2 separate regions of the Sus scrofa genome follow, and region 2 is linked to region 1. A link is a contact called in public Hi-C data. All regions are on one chromosome and are shown on one strand. The core of a region is the stretch at or near the end of the contact, and the rest is flanking DNA. Distances in the headings are between cores, read along the strand shown. Region 1 overlaps DENND3 (DENN domain-containing protein 3). Region 2 has its middle 35 kb from the start of DENND3.

Region 1 (4,248 bases), core at 534-3,033:
ACCCTGCGGGGTCTAGCCAGGTGAGAATCCACCCCCAGGTACATTCTAGAACTCTAACAAGAATGTGTGCAGATGCCAGAACCCAGCCCCTGGGGACACTCTGCCCAAGCAAACACTGGAGCAGCTGCGCCAAACGCCGACGAACACGATGTGGACTCTGCTTATCAGCAGGTGAGCCGACGAGGAATGCAGGTCGCCGTCTGGGTTCATGTGGGGAGACAGTCCCACCAGGGCTCCTTGCTGGGGTACCCCCCCGCCCCGCCTCGGCCACACAGGACTCCACTCCCGCAGCCTGGGCTCTGGCTAAGATGAGGCACCAGCAATAAACCGGCCCTGCCGGGGGAAGGAAGGAGCAATACCAAGGCGTCCTGGTTGGAATTAGGTCCCCAGATTCATGTTGGAGTCCTGACCCCAGTGCTCAGAGCGTGACCGTGTTTGGAGTCAAGGCCTGAAGGAGGCGATGAGGCGTTCCCGTGTGGTGCTGGGGGTTAAGGATCCAGTGCTGTCACTGCGGCGGCTGGGGTCGCTGCTGTGACATGGGTTCAATCCCTGGCCCAGGAACTTCCACATGCCGTGGGTGTGGCCAAAAATAAACAAGTTTTCAAAAGGGATGATTAGGGGTTCCCATCATGGAGCAGTGGAAACAAATCCAACTAGGAACCATGAGGTTTCGGGTTCTATCCCTGGCCTGGCTCAGCAGGTTAGGGATCCGGCGTTGCCGTGAGCTGCGGTGTAGGTCACAGACACGGCTCGGATCCCGCGTTGCTGTGTTGCTGTGGCTGTGGTGTAGGCTGGCAGCTACAGCTCCGATTCGACCCCCCAACCTGGGAACCTCCATATGCCGCGGGTGCAGCCAAAAAGAAACAAAAGAAAAGGTGATTAAATTAAAACAAAGTGGCTGGGGCTGACCTAATGCAACATGCCAGGGTCCTCAGAAGAGATGAGGACACAGATGCACCGAGGGACAACCGCGTGAGGACACAGGGAGGAGACGGCCGTCCCCAGGCCAGGAAGAGAGAGGCCCCTGGGGGAAGCAGCCCTGCTGCCACCTTGGTCTCGGACCCCAGCCTGCAGGGCCAGGGGAGAAGAAACATCTGTTGCTCAGGTGGTGTTTGTTAGGGTGGCTGGCGCTGACTGATGCGCAGGGCAGGGCAGAGGTGAGACCCGCCGGCTCGGGGAGCCAACACAGACACCCGCTCCGGCCCCTCCTCAGCGCTCCACGTCTGATGTCCCAACACCAGAGGAAGCAAAGGGGAAGAGTCAACACCGAAGTGAGACGGGCTGCGTCATCCTCGCCATCCGTGTGTCACAACCACAGGTTTCATGCGGGGCCTGCCTGCAGTCCACGCGTGGCTGGAGGGCTAGAAGCAGGACCTCCCCCGCCACCAATTTATTAGATTCCAAAGGGGGGACCGTCCCAGCAGGACCCCCTGAGGGAGCCTGGCTCTGCCCCCACCCACCCCGATGCCAGGCTCTGCCCCCACCTGCCCCAATGCCAGGCGCCCTGGGGTGCACCTTCATGTCCCCGAGTGAGTAGCACTGAGACCTCCCTTCACCCGTAGGAGACGCGCAGGCGGGACGGGCCCCACTGGCCTCCCCACCACAGTGGGCACAGGACCTGCAATGACCACACGTGCCCGCTTTGCAAGAAGAGTCGTGCCCGACCTCGGCTCATGAAGTTAAGTCGTAGAGACGAAAAACCCACAGAGAGCAACAGCATAGCCAAGAAAACACAAAGCACTGAGAAAGCTGGGGGAGTGGCCGGGGAGGCAACTTCCCGCCCGGGGAGGGTGGTGGCTCACAGCCAACCCCCACCACAGTGCCACAGGGCAGGGCCCCATCTGTCCACTGCAACACACACCCCGCCCAGCGTGGGCCGGTGGCGGGCACTGGGAGCCTCTGGAGAGCAGGAGCGTGAGCAATCCCGGGCTCAGGACCTGGGCACAGAGCGGGTCAGGAGGTACCCCAGGGCAGTGACCGCCCCCTGGCCGGGGGGCGGGGGGGGGCAGTTACTATCTACAGACAAGATCAGAACGAACACAAGTGACTTTTATTTTTCAATACTCGCAAATAACTTCCAAACTCTTAAACACACAAGCCGCCCATTAACGTCTGCTTAGAAAAGACGCGCGGGACAGGCAGGTGTGGAATCCGAACACGGTTTTCCCAGCGCGTGCTACTCGGCCCTTTACCTCTGAATGAACGTCTGCGCCGCCAGGAGAGGGATGTCGGGCACGTCGGCGTCCTCGCTGTTGGAGGAGGTGATGCTTCCCGTGTCGATATTTATCAGAATCAAACCATCAGCTTCCTGCAAAGTAAGTCACTAAAGATCAGTGTAAGAATCTGAATCTATATACACCTTTGAAGACACAAAGATGCATTCTGCTTTCACTAAGATCGTGCTGCTAATTAAATTATCCCGTTTAATATGCACACAAAGCCTTCTATGATCTACCCCCAAGATGCAGCCTTTCCTAGGAGTTAGGTTGCCAAGCTAATTTGATTAAATCTGCCTCTGTGAGCCAAGATCCCCACAGGTCAGGCCTCCAGCTATTCTGGTACAAACACTCCATGTGCTACTTCAAGGAGCCTGGAGAGAACATTCTAGAGCTCCAGCAAGAGCACCCCTGACATTCAACACTCTCCCCCTCCACGGACCAGAGCCCAGGTGGGCCCTGTGCTTGGAAACCCCACATGCCTAAGGATTCTTGAAATGTGTGCACGGCTAACAGGTTAAGTCTTATCTGTGATAAAATACACAAATACGTCACGCACTTCAACGGTCCCAGGAATGTGAGGCCAGAATTCTCCGGGCCTTCATGCCAACAACCTCCTAACTGTGTTTCGGCGGCACCTGAAATATGCACAGACGTGCCTCCTCGAGCAGAGCACTAATCGGCAGGAAAAGGGGCCACCCCCGTGAGCTGTTACAAGGTCCCTTCCTAGCTCTCAGCACCATCGAGAAAACATCCAAACTCCAAGCCCTGCTATTCTGCCCTGAAACCTTCCAGAACAGGTAATCCCTGAAAGACTTCCTGGCCACGGACTGGAACCAAGTCAACACGCCTGCAAGTTCCCCCGCAGGGCCTGAGACATGACGGTTTTTCCCTAATGACTAAAAAAAGAAACACAACTTTAAACTCCAAAGCATGCCTATTTTTTCCTCGTTTGCAAGGGCGATGTTTTTCCGTTCCTTCCATGAGGTCTGAATGGCCTTTTCCGAACGTGTGTCTGTCCCCTGGTGAGTCACTCTGGCAAGAACACAGCCGCCCCGCCTCCACCCCAGGGGGCCCTGGGCCAAGCCTGGCGCCTGCCCCTTTCCAGGATTTGCTCTGAGAGGCCTGGAAAGAGCAGACACCCTGAACACAGGGGGCCTGCACCCCGTGTCCCTCACGCTCTTCTCACAAATTTTCAATCAGAAGTGACCTGAAAATCTCCTCGGTGCCAACTGCCAGTAAGTGCTCCACATGGCTAACCACCGGGGAGATGCCCGTCCAAGCCAGCCCACAGGAGGGCGAGAATCGAAAAGACACCTGACAGGCAGTGGCCCAAGTGGGAAAGCGGAGCTGGCCCTCGGCTGGAGCGGGTAAAAGCCGGGGTAAAACCCAGGCTGCACCGCAGACGCGCCTGGCGGTTTCTCCAACGTTGAGACGCAGCATTAGCCCCGCACCAGCAAGCCCTCCCAGCCGGGTACTCAAGGCCAGAGAACTCCCGTCACACCAACACCTGCGCGTGCATGCTCACAGCGGCTTCAGTCCCGCGGCATCAATCACAACCGTCAAAGTGAGAAACGGCCCCAAACGTCCTCAGCTCACGCGTGGATAAACGAACTGTGGTCTTTTCATCTTAGGGACTCCTACTCAGCCGTAAAAATAAGGTGCTGCTACGTGGATGAGCCTCAAAAACCATGCACACTGCTAAGTGAAAGCGGCCCGTCATCGAAGCCCCCCCCCCCGCCCCCGCTGGATGATCCCACGCACGTAAAATCCACCGCCACTTATGGAACAGGCAAACCCACAGAGACAGACAGTTGTCGCCAGGGCCTGGGGGGGGGTGCTGCTAATGCGCCCGCAGGGTTTCTTTGTGGACTCACAAAAAGTCTAAAATTAGTCACTGCAGCTCCACCAAGTTACTAAAAGTCACTACATTGTACACTTTAGCCCAGGACACTCTGTGGTATGTAAATTCTGTCTGAAAAAAAAGAAGCTGTTTTAAGAAAACCAAACCTGGGAGTTCTCTTGCGGCGCA
Region 2 (4,117 bases), core at 1,147-3,646, 53 kb after region 1:
ACCCTGTCCTCGGGGCGGCTTCACTTCCTTCCCTTTTTCCTGCCCCGCTGCTCACAGGGTTAAGCAAGACTTTGCTTGTTTACTGGCTGCAAGACCTGAGCTTGCAGCAGCTGTCTCATCTCTGCCACTTAGCAATGGGCACCGCACCCATTGAAAGTGGGCACAGCAGGGCCACCTCCCTGGGCTTTCGAGGGGGCTCACTCTTCCCTTAGATACCTGTGCACAGAGGACTCTCTGGCCCCTCCTGCGCGGGACCAACAGCTTGGCTCCAGGCTCTGCCTCTGCTGCCCTGTCCTTCTCCTCTCTATCCCTGTACTGGCAGGTCCTGAGCTGGCCCTGAGCGAAGCCAGACTCTGCTCTTTTCTTCAAAGCCAAAAAACAAAGGCTTGCATCATGTGCTATTGCTCAGCACTTTGGGAGAAGAGGGTAAATATGAGGCAGAACTCCAGAGAGGCAGGGCCCATCTCCAGGTTAAACTCCTGCTCTGTGCTGCTCTCTGCCAGACATCCTACAATATGGTCTGGTTATAATATTGTTACAGGTAAGTCATCCTCTTCTTACAGACGAGACCAAGTTTACCACATAGTCTGGCTCCTAATAGACTTCGAAAAATATCTGTTGGATCGGTGCATGGACGATGGATGGACAGAAAGGTGGGTGAATGGACGGATGGATGGAAGGATGGACGGATAGATGGATGGATGAGAGTATAACTTGCCTACTCAGAGCTTGCCAATGGCAGAGCTGGCGAGGGTCCTACTTCAAGTGCAGGCTCTTCCTTCTTGTCCTCTGGAGTCGGTCACTGAATCTACACGTCGGCAGCTCCCACATTTATATCCTTATCCTAACCCCTCCCTGAGTCCCAGCACCTTCTCTCTGAGGTGGCTAGGTTTCTCCTTCTGGACATTTCGGGGCAGGGCCAGTCTCACGGACATGCCACGTGTGCAGACGCACAGGCCACACACAGAAGAGCCCCACACTTGGTTTAATGCTCTGCTGTTGCCATCATGAAATGATCGGTATTTTATCTTTGAACGTGTGCTTCCTAACTGAAGTCTCATGGGGCAATGGAAGAAGAATGTGAGCAGGGGAGATTCATGCAGTACCCTTATTTCTGGTTCCTCGTGGCCCCACACACATGCTGTGTTTGAGATGCCACTGGAGCACCGAATTCTGGCGGACCCACCATCTACCCCTGCACCCACTCACCCGTCATCTACCCATCCACCCATCTGTCCACCTTCCATCCCTCCACCTGTGAGTACAAGGTCGTGTACTGTGGGTGTGGCCAGTTTCCACAGAAGACCGGTAGACGGTGCACCTGCCAAGAGTGACACCAAAACGGCAGAGTGAGCTTTGTATACTTACCACTCTTCTGGCAAGGACAAAATACACTTGCACGTACAAACGGCAAAATACAAATTGTGCAATGGTAGTGAGTCCACGTACAAGCTAAGTACTTTGCATTTAAAAGTGGTCCCTACAACACAAAAATGAACATCAAAAAATTCAAAATTGTGTTTATTTTGTTTCATTGGTATTATAAATTTAATTGGTATTTCTTCAAAACACAGGAGTTCCCGTCATGGTGCTGAGGAAATGAATCCAACTAGGAACCATGAGGTTTCAGGTTCAATCCCTGGCCTCGCTCAATGGGTTAAGGATCCGGCAGTGCTGTGAGCTGTGGCGTAGGTCGCAGATGTGGCTCAGATCCCACGTTGCTTTGGCTGTGGTGGAGGCCGGCAGCTGAAGCTCCCATTGGACCCCTAGCCTGGGAACCTCCATATGCCTGGGGTGAGGACCTAAAAAGAAAAAAAAAAAAAAAAGATGTAAATTTTTTCACTTTTCCTTACTTAGAATGACACTAAATAGCCAATTAAACACATGGTGACAGGGACTTCCCATTGTGGGGCAGCAAAAACGAATCCCAGTAGTACCCATGAGGACGTGGGTTTGATCCCTGGCTTCGCCCAGTGGGTGGGAGATCGGCACTGAGCTGCGACGTAGGTCGCAGCCGAGGCAAACACACAAAAACACCGAACAAAACAAACAAACAAACAAAAACAAGAACACCGGAGGAATGATGGAATGATGGGACGAGGCCCTGAGCCCGCAGACCCGGAGTTCTGCCCCCTAGAGGGCGGGGCGGACGATCTTGACCTTGACCCTTTCCCTCCCAGCGGACTGTCGGCGGCGTCTGCAGCCGTTCCCTGGTTCCTCGTCGGTGGATTCCTTCACTCCGCAGCGCGTTCTTCTCCCCCAGGAAGAGACCAGCTGGGGACTCAGGCCGGGGAAGGAGCCGCCGGAGGGGCAGCGCGGGAAAGGCGAGCGCCTCCCCCCAGCTCTGCCCGCCCGGCTTCGCCCCGCCTCCCCGGCCGGCCCTTCCTACGGGGCGGAGTGTGCGCCCCCTGCTGGGAGCGGGGAGAAGGGCCCGGACCGGGTCCCGCGGTCGCTCGCGTTTGTCTCCAAGCCTCTGAGCCTCGGTGGGGCGGAAGACAGCTCCAGCGTTCAGGGTTCCAAAGGCACTCGCCCTTTGACCCTGCCATCCCACTCCTAGGGATTTCGTGCAAGCACGTCCACACCTACAGGGCAAGATGACGGAGAAGACGTGGGTACGAGGTTATCGCTGATAAATAAGCAGCGTCAGGTGAGCAGGATGGACATGAGAGAAAGCCCTGCGGTCAGAGGGACGGAAGGGGGGCCAGCGGTGCTCAGCGGTCTTGGCTCCCGTCCCGAGCGGCACTCCCTGGACAAAGATTCCTGGGGGTGGGGACCGGGGGCCAGAGGGCAGTGTGGGGTGGGGTGCCAGGCGGAATGTCCTCAGGTGACGTCACAGGAAGGCTGAGCCAGATCCTGCAGGGGACTCTGGAGGGTGAGCGAAGCCTCATCATCCTTGGGGCTAAGTTAGGACCTGCCCCCCAGCCCAAGGCAAGGGGGAGGGGCCTTAGTTCTCCCTGCCAATCAGTCGCTGAGCCAGGGTCTGTTCTCCAAATGGGAGCCTTAGGCGCCAGCCCTGGGAGGGAAAGCAGCAAAGTCGGAGGAGGGGTGGTGCGCCCACCCTCCAGGGCTGAGCGGACCGGCAGAGCCCCAGCACCGGCTGCGGAAAGCGTCAGGGAACAAAGGCAAGCGGGGAAGGGCAGGCCGAGCCTACAGCCCAGCCAGGAAGGCTGGGAGCCTAGATACTGCATTTGCTCCCTGCAGGAGAGCAGGTGAATCTGGATCGGAGGCAGCCTCTGGGGGAGTCCCCAGGAAGCAGGGTGACAGGATGAGTGACCACCTTTTCCTTGTCACACTTCCGTACTTTCTTTTCATTATTATTTGTCTTTTTGGGGCCACACCCACGGCACATGGAGGTTCCCAGGCTAGGGGTCTAATGGGAGCTGTAGCTGCCTGCCTTCTATAGCAACGTGGGATCCAAGCTGTGTCTGCGACCTACACTGCAGCTCTCAGCAACGCTGGATCCCTAAACAACTGAGTAAATCAGGGATCGAACCCGCAACCTCGTGGTTCCTAGTCGGATTCGTTAACCACTGCGCCACGACAGGAATTCTTGTGCTTTCTTTTTAAAATTTCCACCAAATACCGCTTATACCTGCTCAAAAAATGACATTACATTAAAAACCAATCTTGCCACGTTCATGGACTGGAAGACTCACCATTCTCAGGTTGGGTGAACAGATCTCTGCGTGATCCCTCTCAGAATCCCAGCCAAGATAGACCTCGGGCCCCCAGAGCCTGCTTTGCCCACACACACAGAAGTCTGAAGTGGCTAGGAATTCACATCACCCCACACATAGCTTCTTTGCAGAAATTGACGGACTGATCCAAAAGTTCACCTGGGCATTGAAGAGACTATAGAATGACTAAAATAATCTTTTAAAAAAAGAGCAAAGTTGGAAAACCCACGGTCTTCATTTCAAAACTTACCGTAAAGTTACGGTAATTGAGGCTGTGTAAGGTACTGGCATAAGGGCAGAAGAATGGGTCAACGAAATAGAACTGAGGATCCGGAAATAAGCCCTCACATGTATGGACAGTTTTTTTTTTTTTTTTCAGCTGTGCCCACGGCATGTCGACATTCCCAGGCCAGGGAGAACCACAGCAGCAGCCCAAGCCA

Evidence for each region. Hi-C and Micro-C count contacts between places; a contact is called where the count stands out from the background.
Region 2: a Hi-C map of subcutaneous adipose tissue shows a contact between it and region 1, with 4 times the contacts expected there. The contact joins two enhancer-like sites. A contact is called at or near these places in 1 of 5 promoter capture datasets (liver), 23 of 47 Hi-C or Micro-C datasets (alveolar macrophages, blood, embryonic fibroblasts and 9 more) and 2 of 2 datasets of contacts at active chromatin or transcription factors (alveolar macrophages and skeletal muscle).

Annotation. Positions count from the first base shown.
Region 1 is chr4:2,559,003-2,563,250 of Sscrofa11.1, forward strand. DENND3 (DENN domain-containing protein 3) reads right to left here. Exons shown (of 23, transcript XM_021088792.1): 8 at 2,193-2,308. Among named protein-coding and RNA genes, the nearest start is that of DENND3, 17 kb to the right of the region's middle. Within about 2 kb of position 1,784, at least 18 of the 83 cell types and tissues checked have an H3K27ac peak or open chromatin away from gene starts, as enhancers often do. A contact at or near this core is called in alveolar macrophages, omental adipose tissue and subcutaneous adipose tissue, where this site is marked.
Region 2 is chr4:2,611,160-2,615,276 of Sscrofa11.1, forward strand. No RefSeq gene overlaps it. Among named protein-coding and RNA genes, the nearest start is that of DENND3, 35 kb to the left of the region's middle. Within about 2 kb of position 2,397, at least 52 of the 83 cell types and tissues checked have an H3K27ac peak or open chromatin away from gene starts, as enhancers often do. A contact at or near this core is called in alveolar macrophages, omental adipose tissue and subcutaneous adipose tissue, where this site is marked.